Linked DNA regions of Mus musculus: region 1 is linked to region 2. The links are chromatin contacts, called in public Hi-C maps. All regions are on one chromosome and are shown on one strand. Each heading gives the region's core, a stretch centred on a gene start, on an enhancer-like site or on the middle of the called end of the contact. The rest is flanking DNA. Distances are from core to core; before and after follow the strand shown.

Region 1 (5,525 bases), core at 2,836-5,335, 300 kb after region 2:
CACAGGGCTTGCCTAAGACCATAGGAAAACACAGATTTACATTAAGATTCACAACACTAGCAAAATTACATTTATGAAGTCGCAATGAAAATAATTTTATGATTGGGATTCATTGCAACGTGAGGAACTGTATTAAAGGGTCATAGTTAGGCAGGTCGAGAACCACTGATCTAAGAGGATCTGAGTGACTTGAACATCCTGGGGCTGAAGGGAGAGGTGCAGAGTGGTTGTGAACTTAAAGTTCTTCTAGAGCCAAATCTTAAGTCTCAGTTAGGCTAGTGGTCTGTGGTTGCCCTGCTTGCTTTAGAGGTCCCAGGAGCAGAAGAGTCCCAGCAGGCCTGGCGTTCAGCTGGAGATACATCCAGCTTAGACTTTGCTGCTTAGTACTAGATTTCAGGTACGGTCAGAGCCTTGTATAAAATGAGGACAGGCAGATAGACAGACATGCTCCCTCAAGGGACAATAAGAACACAATGCGTCACAATGCAGGTGCCTTGCTCAGCACATGTTTCGCTGTTTCTGGTGAATTCCTTGAGTGGCCACGAAAGCATCCAGGCTCTGGAGGGTTTGTTTTGGCCTAGCCAGTGCTGTGACATCTGCTAATAGTTGAGCAACAAATTCTAAAGTGCAAGGGAGCACAGAGGTCCACACACCTGGCACCAGGATTCTCACAGCTCAAAACACTTCTGTCTGGATCAGAGTTGGGCACTGATGGGGATTTTCTGGGATGACCTGAGCCAAGGGCTGTTTGGGAAGTTCAGTAAATGCTCTGTAAACTGCATGTCTTTGTGAATGAGGACTCTGTGCCCAGGCAGCCCTCAGCCTTCTTCATGGGGTAAGGTGGAGGTGGCAAAGGTGACTGGATGCTGGCAGGAACTCCTTAGCAGATGGAGCCACTGTCTATGGCAACTGCTCTCTGTCCAGGCATGCCTTGCGAGTTATTGGATGCATTTAATCAACAAGGACAGGTATTCTCTATAGTCTACTGGTGAGTGGTTCCCTTTGTTAGGTCCCCAGGCACAACAATTCTTTTGTTTGGGGTTCAGAAACGAGGTCTAGATTGAAGCTAGATGCTTGAGACCCTAGAGCCCCTGATCAAGGGAAGGGAGCCAGCTCTGTCTAGGAGCTTCCCCATCAATTTTAACTTTTTCCTCTGCCAAGTTCAGGCTGACTTGGTTTGTGTTTTAAGTGCCCAGTCTTGTTGGGGCTTCCAGAGAGACATGTGCCGATTTCTTATCAATCAACCTTGGAAGATGTGGGGAGGGTTTGATTATCAGCACCACATTCCAAACCTGTCCCCTGGAGACCAATGAATGTCACGACCAACTACTACTTGCGATACAGAAGGCCTGGTATTATTGGGATCACGCTGGTCCTTTTAGTTTGCTTGGGCTGGGCTTTGTGTGAGAGCCACTGTGGCCCATGCGTCTCTAGCTTAACAGCCTCCCTGAGGCCTTGGGAGACCCCACCTGTGCCACTCTTTCTTCTGCCTTGTGCCACTTGTTCCCATACTCTCTAATGGCCTTTCCCTCTCAACCTCTTACTCAGCACTTCCCAGCGTTGTTTCGAGGTAGGCCAAACCCTAGAGAGGCTCTTAGGGCCAAGTTTGCCATTCATGGCTTTTTTTTATTAGAAGCCACAGAAGACTCTCTCCTTGCCCTGCTTTCCTTGGAGATAGTGGGAAACTAAACTTAGCATTTTTAAGGTATTCTGTTTTTCTCTTTGGTGAAGAGATTGAAAGGTTATCCATCTGTTTACCTATCATCCATATCCCATCAATCCATCCATTCAGTCGTACATGTACCTACTTAATTATTCCTTTACCCATACACTCAACCATCCTATGGCCAATTCATTGTCATCTGTCCATCCATCTGCCTTTCTTCCCATCTTCACATGTTTCTTTCTACCCATTTATGATGTATCACCTATCCACCTACTCTTCTACCTGTCTGTCCATCCCTCTGACCATTAATCCACCTAATCAAGTATTTGGTGATTCCTGCAGTATTCTAGGAATAGCACCAGATACCAGAGATCTGAAAAATAGATGAGATCCATCTTTAGTTGCATAGGTGACTTTAGAGGAGGCCAGCCAATCTATCACAGTAATTGTTACTGAAGGTGGTGTGATCTGGCATGGGGAAAGGGACAGGTGGGAGCTAGAACTGGTAGGTGGACAGCGGGGTATGGTTTTGAAGAGGTTGTTGCAGCCAATAACACCAGGCCTGGAATAAAATGCTCACTGTATGTTATTGGACAATGTAGTATTCTTATATAGAGGTAGAGCTGGGTCCTGAGCAGTGGGGAAGGGGTCTAGGAAATTCAGCAGCTGGAGTGAGGAGATGCTAGACTGACAGCAGAGGTGGGTGCTGGTGGAGGAGATGGATCAGTGACCTCATGTAGCTGAGAAAATCCTTGCTCTTCTTTTGGGGTCATACTCCTCTGTACTGTGAGCTGGTGTGCCAGGTTTATGGCGGCTAAAAGCCAGCTGAAGTCATTGTCAGGAGCTCCTCTTGCCTGTCTTTCCTGGGCTGGACTTATCTCAGGCACTAGACACACTACCACTAGAGAGCACCCACGACAGGGCAAGGTGAGGTCTCCGCTACACTAGGCCCGGGGAGCCTAGGAGGCCTGTGACTTTTCAGGTCCTTGTGGTTATGGAGGTTAGTGGGGCAGATCATACTTATCCCCTAGGCTGCTCCCAAGCCCTGGCTAGAGAGGTCCTGGGATAGTGCAGACTCTGACTCTTAGCATCTAGAGGAATTATCTTTTCTGCCTTATGGATCCCAAGAAAGGCAGAGCTGAGAAGTGTCTGCGCTCCAGTGTTTCTCCCTGGTTCTCACTTGTCTCAGCCCCTGGAACACTGGCCCTCTTTTTTTTTTTTTTTTTTCTTTTGGTCTACCTTCCCCTCCATGTTGTAGTGATGCCTTGGCTGTTCTGCGAGGACAATTAATGGATGCTCCAATTCTTCCTACAATAATCTTCAATAATGAAATTAGAATGGGGACCATGCCTAGTTCATTGGCCTTCTCCTGCCCCCCCCAGGGGGTGCCTTGCCCCTACAGGGACCTTTCCCAGTGTCTTGGGAGAAAGAGGGAAGGACATGTGTATAGTAGCTGCTTACCCATGTTACTTCAAGGACCAAGAGCAATACCTACCCATCCCTTGGGTCAGTACCATTGGGGGATGGATCGTTTAGGCTGAGGCTTTTCTGTTTTGCAGAGGCCACCTAAGGGAAGGGGCATCAAGCACAGGCTAATTAGGTATGATAGAGTAAAGCTAATGACAGTGATGATTGTGGTGAGAATAATGAGCCTTGGCAACAGCTGACGTTCTGAGACGAGAATGTTCCTCGCCTACCTGCTTGGGTAGGGCAGATGCTGGGACAGCCACGAGTGGCATTCTCACTTTCCCAGAGCCCTGGATACTAGGTTGTCTCTGGCCCTCCCCTTACCCCTAAGGGTTTTGGTACCAGCTTGGGTTGCACACAGGAGAAGAGTTGCCAGTTAGTAGAGATGGACACAGGCCTGACAGGAAAGAAAACCCTGGGCTCTGTGCCAGATCAGGTTTCTAATGCCTTAGGTGGGAAAGGAAAAAGTGAAAACCCTGAATCAACAAGAGGCAGGGGTCTAATTACTGTGGGTAACACCAATGTTCTGATTTTGGGCCCTGGTGCTCCCTTTAATTTGGGGTCTTTAAATATTTACCTGCAATGGAGGGGAAGAAAATCTTTTGGGCTCCAAGACTATCTGGCAGCAATGTGCTGAGAAATTCATTAAGCCACAGTTAATTAGGGGATGAAAGATACATATATAGCTCATTAGTTCAACCCACATAATTTACATCTCTGAGGATACTTGAGTACTATCTCAGCTCCAGCTCTCCAAAAAAACCCTCTCGTGTCTTTAAATGCAGCATGTCACCTGACTGCCTCTGGGGCCTATGGGACAAGAGAGGTGGCTGGTCTGTCATCCCTGTGTCTGTCCAGGGCAAAGGGGATTAGGGCCTCTCAGCCTGTCCTGTTTCCTGCTAGAGCTGCTGGTGGTTGGATTGGCTGTGCTCCTGCTGCTGGGCATGATTAGGGAGGGAGGAAGCAGCCCCCCCCCTTGCTGCTGCATCGCTTAGCATAATAGTGCGGTGTCTGAGCAGGCTTTAAACTCTATCCAATCCGGTTCCTTGACTGAGGACATTAGCCTTGATTTAATCTGTAGCACACAGAGAAATCATGACTGAAAAGTCAGATTTATGTGTCTCTTACCATACAAGAGTTCCTATTCTGGGCCTCTGAGGTGGGGAAGTGGGAGACTTGGCTTTGCCAAGCACAGCCCAGGACCCTCAGCTATGCTTCCTCCACACACCACCCCACCAAGTTGACTTCACTGATCACTGTGTGAGTGTAATTCCAGGCCCTGCTCTCAGCCCTCATTCAGCTTGGAAAGAGAGATGGGAGTAGGTGTGTGTACTCCTGTGCACAGATGTATGAGGATATGTGCACAAGCGTGTATGTGTACAGGTGTAATAAATAGGCATGCCTCTCCTTATCTGTATTCAGGTATGCATAGAAGGATGGCAGGGAGCCTCGTGGAAAGTTGCATTAAATATCCCAAAGAGTCAGAGTGGCCTTTCTCAGTCCACACCTGTCCCTTTTTTTGTACTAGGGGCTGCAGCGGACAGGACAGAAGGTGACCCAGATGCAGCTGGCAGGTGTGAATCCCACCTCTGCTGATAAATAGTTGGGCATTTGTGGTGTCCTCACCTGAAGCAGCAACAGTAGCCCTGGCTCAGAGGCCCTGTTTGAGAGAGAGGAGAGATGGACTTACTTCCTCTTAGGGCTCGTGGAGAGCAGGCTGCTCTTCGTTGCTATCTTTACCCTGCTACTTCTTTGAGCCTCATTTTCCCCATATGTTAACTGAAGTTAACGTTGCTGAGCTCACGGGTAGTAGCTGGGGCTGGGCGCCTGTTGGTAGCTGGCACAAGGGATGTTGACTGTGGAGCTTTGTGCTAGGAAGGTGAATAGGGAAGGTGAGCAAGCCTGCGGTGTTGGGACCCTCAGGTGTGGCTGTGGTGGAAGTGAAGGATAACTGCACAGAGGTTCTAGCTGAGGACTCCTGACCCCATCCAGGCCTCCTCCCGTAGAGACCTGCCTGGTCAGATGACGCTGCTTATAATTACCATGTGTCACTTACAAATAAAAAGATGTCAATAAAGTGTTTCTGTTTTTAAATAATGAAGGCCCCATATTATGCTGAGAGGAGCTTGGCGGTGGGGCATGGTGGAACGTGGAGGATGGTCCCCTTGCCTGGGTCAGGTTCTTTGATATGGTGGCAGCAGTGGTAGCAAGAAAGAATGGACTGCACAGTGAGTCAAGGTTGCTTGCACTGTTTGCTGGCCACTGTTTTTGCACCCATGTCTTCACCCCAGCCCTGGTAAGTGAGTGCTATTACACCTGATTACAGGGAACTCAAGCCAAACCCAGGCAGGGCTGGGAGAGGGGCCTTGGGTAAGGGGTTGGTGGAGAGACG
Region 2 (5,974 bases), core at 1,308-3,807:
TCAGAATGGAGGCTCGCATTCATGGGAGGGCTTACACTACCGAACAAGAAGACAGAGATACTGGGGTGCCACAGTCCTAGCTCCTCAGTGACCTAAGGATTTTCCATCAGCCCTTTCCTAAAGTGGCTTCCAAGTGAGCCACCCTAAAGACCAAACCTTCAACTACAATAGATCCTTGAAAAACAAGATTAAGTCAAATCCACAGCATAACATACCACTACAATGAACTACAATGAATAGCATCGAGTGATAACCAAAGCTTTAAGCAAGGCTGCCAAGAGGCTCACAGCCAGAACTCATCCAGGTGTTTTTCTAGTTTCAGAACATACAGATGTAATAGATGAGCTCATTTGTCCCAGGGCACCCCTTAACATAAAGAATAAGTCTATTCCCCAAGAAGTGGTGGCCACACCTGTAAAGCAGAGATAAGTGGATCTCTGAGTTCGAGACCAGCCTGGCCTACAAAATGAGTTCCAGGACAGCCAGGGCTACACAGAGAAACCCTGTCAAGCAAAAGCCAGAAAAATGGACCTATTGTCCAAAGGAGGACATTAAAAGAAAACCAATTCCTTGTCTATTGAGGTTTGCTCGAGGGCGTTGGAGCTGTGTTTATCTGATTCCTCTATTTGAAAGTTCAAGCTAGCAGTTGTTCTCAGATGGCATGCAGGCACTAATAACCCTGGCGTCTCCTGTGGAATCATTCAGTAGGTATTTTAGACATCTCACTCTTAAGTCTGGAGGTGTAGCTCAATGATAGCATACTTGGCTTAGCATATGAGACATTCAGCTTTTGATTCCTAAGATCTTAAACAAAACTTCAAAACAAATCACCTCACTTCTTAAGCCGCAAGGACAGTCTTGAGAAATCCCATTTCCCTGGTCAGTACCCTGAAGCTCTTGAGGAACTAAGTTTTCAGAGGCTGAGCTTATTGTAGGTGGAAATGGGGACCCAGCTGACCCTTCAGTGGAGGTGCAAGGCTGGTGTGGCACTGAGGGCCACCGAAAGCATTGCTCACTAAAGGGTGGGAAAAGCAAACAGCGCTGGCATTTGCCACATGGTCACGAAGGATTAGGTCTCAGACAAAGAATCTGAAAGGATTGTTCTTAAGAAAAAAATAAGCAGGGCAATTCTAACAGATTCAAAGAAACTTAAAAGGCTTATAATGAGATGTGTGGTTCACACAAGCTTCTGGGGACCATCCAGAAGTCTGATCTCTGTCTCAACGTGAGATGTTTTAAAGGAACCGTGGCTTTTTTCAAGAATGACATAATGGTATAGTTGGTGCTATATCAAATGTTATTCTCTGGTTGACATACAATGTCTAGAATTTTCTTTAATACTTTAAATAAGTACAAGAAGTGGGGTTAAGGGGCTGGTGAGATGGCTCAGCAGGTAAGAGCACCTGACTGCTCTTCCGAAGGTCCGGAGTTCAAATCCCAGCAACCACATGGTGGCTCACAACCATCCCTAATGGGATCTGACGCCCTCTTCTGGAGTGTCTGAAGACAGCTACAGTGTACTTACATATAATAAATAAATAAATCTTAAAAAAAAAAAAAGAAGTGGGGTTAAGGGGCTGGAGAGCTGGCTCAGCGGTTAAGAGCACTGACGACTAGAGGAATCCCAGTTGGCTGAAACTGATAATTAGCTAGGTGGTGTGTACTTGAGGATGTCTCTGATATTCTTTCTTGTTGTTGTTATTTTTGTTTTCTCTTGAGGCAGGATATCACGTTGAACTCACCATGAAGACCAAGCTGACCTCAAACTCACAGAGCTCTGCTTGCCTCTGCCTCTGCCTCCAGAGTGCTGAGATTAAAGGTAAATATTAAATATATATAGCCTACATTTGTGGTTTAAACCAAGGTAATTTAGAGAACATCCCTAGAGTAGCATTGTAAGGAGTGGAGTGTGACTGTCCCCTGATAATTAATAACTCTGGATGGCAACACTGGCATTAGTAATTTAGCTATAGTCACCTGGCATCTAAACAGTTAACAGAGCTTCACTAATGAGCTCTTGCCCTAAACAATTCAACTGTTCCGCTTAGTCAGAGCCAATCCCTTCAAGACCAGGAACCTGCTCTCTATCACATCCCTGTGGCTGGCTTTGGCCATCAATTGCTCAGGAATAAGCGTTTTGGTTTTTGGGGTTTTGGGTTTTTTTTTTTCTGGGCAGTGGCTAATAGTCCTAATGTTTGGTGTGCTGTGGACATTGTCAGTGTGCCATAAGAACTGAAACAAGAGCACAGGTCAGCCTGGAGAGTCATTTAGATGGCTCAGCTGCAAGACCTGCTTCCGGATATTTGAGAAGGAGTGGGCGTGGCAGTGGGGACTTTCACCTTAAATCCCAGCACTAGAGAGGCAGAGGCAGAGACAGGCGGATCTCTGTGAGTTCCAGGCCAGCCTGATCCACAGCGCTAGTTCCAGGACAACCAAGGCTAGCCAAAGAAACTCTTGTCTGAAAACAAAATAAAACAAAAGGTGAACAGGCAGTGGTGTGTTAGTCAGCTTCTTTGTGGAAGCAAACAGGCAAACAATGTATCTTGCATCTACACTGCAGGGGTGGAGGCTGCCCATCTCCGGCTTCTCATTTCAGACCTAGCTTGGACAAGCCAGAGAGAGTGGAACTGGTTAGTGCCTCTCGGTATGTCTGCCCAGCTGTGGTATAAAATGTTCCTGTAGAGTTCCACTCACCAGAGTGGGTCAAGGAATTAGACTGTACCTTTGGGAGGAAACTTCAGATCCTATGAGTAATCCTCTTACAGGGAACAGAGCAGACGGCATCAGTAATCCAATTACTTGCATATCCCAAGATAGTAACTGTGCGTGCAGTAGAGGTGGGCAATTGCTGCTATATTTCCATTCTCATATTTCTCATTTGCTCAACAGTTGTATATATTTTTATAGTGCAACATCCATTCAGCTAGAATCATAATGTCTGGGGAAGCTTGCCTTCACTACAGCCAGGCTGTGGCGTGTTCAGGAGCTCTCCTGACATGGAAACCCCACCATTCTTCTTTTATCAGTTATCTGTTCACATGACTTTTTTCCCACTTGTTTAGTTTTGTTTGCTTGTTTGTCTGAGACAACGTCTATATATATATATATATATATATATATATATATATATATATATATATATATATATATATATATACACTTCTGGTTGTCGTGGAACTCACTTGGTAGACCACACTGGCCTGGAGCTCTCAGAGATCTGCCTGCCTCTGACTCCCCAGTGTTGGTATTAAAGGCATACACCACCTTGCCCAGCTCACTTCACTTTTAAACATAAGATTTATAAAGATTTATTTTACTATTTCTTACCTTTATGTGTGTGTCCCAAGTGTTGAGGTTTGTGAAGAGGCCAGAAGAGGGCGCCATACATCTTGGAGCTGGCGCTACTACAAGCATGGTGAGCCCACTATGATAGTTCTGGAAACCAAATGTGGATCTTCCCGAAGAACAGCAAGCACTCTCTCTCAGCCGAGTCACCTCTCCTATTTCCACTTAGTTCCTAAATGGTGCCACACTGCTTTCTTTACTCTGACTGTGTTTGTGACAGGTGAGTAAGCCCCTATAAGCATTAGTGAAAATACCCATAGAAAAGAGGCCAACACTTCCTAGCTATTCATAAAGACTTCTTCAATCCAAACAATGCATCATTTACATTGATAGAATTTCTATTGTCACATAAGCAGGGCATTTGCTTTCATTTATGGTATTTTATTTTGTCATGCACTTTTTGTTACTGAACTAACAAATACTCATTTGATAAGAGTTCAGAAGTATAGACAGGTATAGATCAGCGAGTAAACCCACCAGTTGTGTATGGTCCTGGGAGGCTAGTTAATATTTTTCCAGGAAAGCAGCGCCATCCTGCCATTGACCAGCTTCACTTCTCAGTGTGCAATGATTATTTCTCTATGTCTATTCTCTTAGGTCTTAGTATTTATTGCTGATGGCTATAAAATGTCTTACCCTGTGAGAGCAGCATATTTTATTTAGCTAATCTCCTAGTATTTTTTAAAATTCCATTATAAATTGACTTACAAATAAATAATTTCAAGCAGCCACTGTTACCTCATTAAAATGCATATTAAATAAGGCACTATACATAAAAATTGCAAATTTTATATATTTTTAGGGGCATGCTGGAAAAAAAAAGAGAGAGAGAGGAAAAAAAGTGTTTTGTGACTACAAAGTAATCAAATGTGCCATAACAAAAAACCCTAAGTAGAAAGTCTACATGTGGGCTGGAGAGATGGCTCAGCGGTTAAGAGCACTGACTGCTCTTCTAGAGGTCCTGAGTTCAGTTCCCAGCAACCACATAGTGGCTCACAACCATCTGTAATAGGATCCGATACCCTCTTCTGATGTGTCTAAAGACAGTGACAGTGTACTTCCATAAACTTAAAAAGAAGTGCTATATTTGATGTGAAGAATAAGACCCCACTTTCTATAAGGAGTGAAGAGGCAGATCATTTTACAAAGTCTGGTGCAGTCTCAGACCAATGCCAGCGTGCTGAGGAGCGCAGAAAACAGTTCTTAGAACCCAGTGCGCAGGCTCCTCCCTTCTTTTCTACATGTGCCAAACACTAAAGTGGTGCAGGCTTTAATGTCATCTGCCACTTACAGTTGTTTATTTCTCAGTCAAGACTATGCGTGAGTTTATCTCTTCTACAGTCTGCTTATTTTCAAGCCTTTCAGTGCCTGGGATGTGTTAAGCCCTCTGTGACAAATGTTCTACTCTGTGTGGCTGTGAACAGTGTTCTACTCTGACCTAGTTTGTGTAAGGGGAGGGGTTGGGGGGGGCAGCGAGTCTAGCGGGCACTAGCAAGGGTCCAGGGATTGCCATTCATCTGCAACAGGTCTTAAGACACTTTTGTCTGGAAGAGGGAGGATATACAAGTTTCATGCAAATTTTATGGTAATAGACCAAAGGAAATCATAAACCAAGACACTGTTAGATGCCTCCATGGGGAAAGCAGGTGACCAGGGACCCAGTAGAAAAACCTCAGATATAGACACCAGAAGTAATTTAACAGTGAGTGACACTGTTAGCTTCAGGTAGATAGAAACTAGCGATCGAGTAAGTCAACACTTCTTAAAAGGCTTCACATGACTGCCTCAAAGATGTAAAGATGTTAGACAAAGATGGATAATGAATGTTTACTAAGGGCACTGAAGTAGTCCAAGAAATTTGGCTCTGCAACATTCCAACTCTCCAAATCACAAAGTTCTAATCAGTTAATTGGTATTGCAAAATCTTTAATATAGATGTGATTTTCCCCCCTCTTCTGAGAGTATCAGTTCCCAGACTGTAATTTACTTATTTGCTCAACAAGTTGGATTTAGGAGCAATGTTGTTTCGTTTGTTTTTGGTCCCCTATCTGAGGTAATTTCACACGTGTTCGTAACTCCTAATAGGAGTCGTACAAAAGCCCAAAGACCCATAGTTTTGGATATGTCTTTTTTTTGGGGGGGGGGAGGCGTCTTTAATATGCTGGTATTTCTAAATTTCTTGAAACAAGGTCTTTCTACGTGTCACAGGGCCTCAAACCCCAGGAGTCCTGCCTTCGGATTATAGGCATGCACCAGGAGGCCTAGCGCATTTCTGAAATTCTGTGAGAGAGCAACAATGAAGGCAGGTGCAGGTGGTGTAGTCAACCTACATTTTATAAAGTCTTTTAATTCTTGGGGCATCTTTCCGGCTGAATAACAAAGCGCTGCGCTCCCAGCCCCTCAGGCGCAGGGTCTAGGAATATCCCGGACCAAGGAGTACAACTCCGAAAGTAGCAGCGTTCCCTCTGCGCAGAGGTAGAAGGGGGTGGGGGGAATCCGGGTGATCTCCTCTTGGGGACACCACCACCGGGTGGGGGTCATGCGATAGAAGAGGCAGAGCCCGGCTCAGCTTTCTATAGACTGAAGCAACTCTAAGCGGAACCCCAAAACCCTGTCCACTGGACCGGGT

What was found. A called contact is a pair of places that touch in the nucleus more often than the background predicts.
Region 1: a contact with region 2 is called in a Hi-C map of rod photoreceptor, with 4 times the contacts expected there. The contact joins two enhancer-like sites. A contact is called at or near these places in 2 of 39 promoter capture datasets (the 3T3-L1 cell line and stem cell-derived epiblast-like cells) and 2 of 484 Hi-C or Micro-C datasets (embryonic stem cells and rod photoreceptor).

The regions. Positions count from the first base shown.
Region 1 is chr14:34,905,021-34,910,545 of GRCm38.p6, forward strand. All of the region lies in intron 2 of Grid1 (glutamate receptor, ionotropic, delta 1), which reads left to right. Among named protein-coding and RNA genes, the nearest start is that of Mir346, 13 kb to the left of the region's middle. Within about 2 kb of position 4,086, at least 13 of the 459 cell types and tissues checked have an H3K27ac peak or open chromatin away from gene starts, as enhancers often do. A contact at or near this core is called in rod photoreceptor, where this site is marked.
Region 2 is chr14:34,609,039-34,615,012 of GRCm38.p6, forward strand. Gm52113 (a long non-coding RNA gene) reads right to left here. Exons shown (of 3, transcript XR_003951117.1): 3 at 5,573-5,974. Among named protein-coding and RNA genes, the nearest start is that of Gm52113, 8.3 kb to the right of the region's middle. Within about 2 kb of position 2,558, at least 6 of the 459 cell types and tissues checked have an H3K27ac peak or open chromatin away from gene starts, as enhancers often do. A contact at or near this core is called in rod photoreceptor, where this site is marked.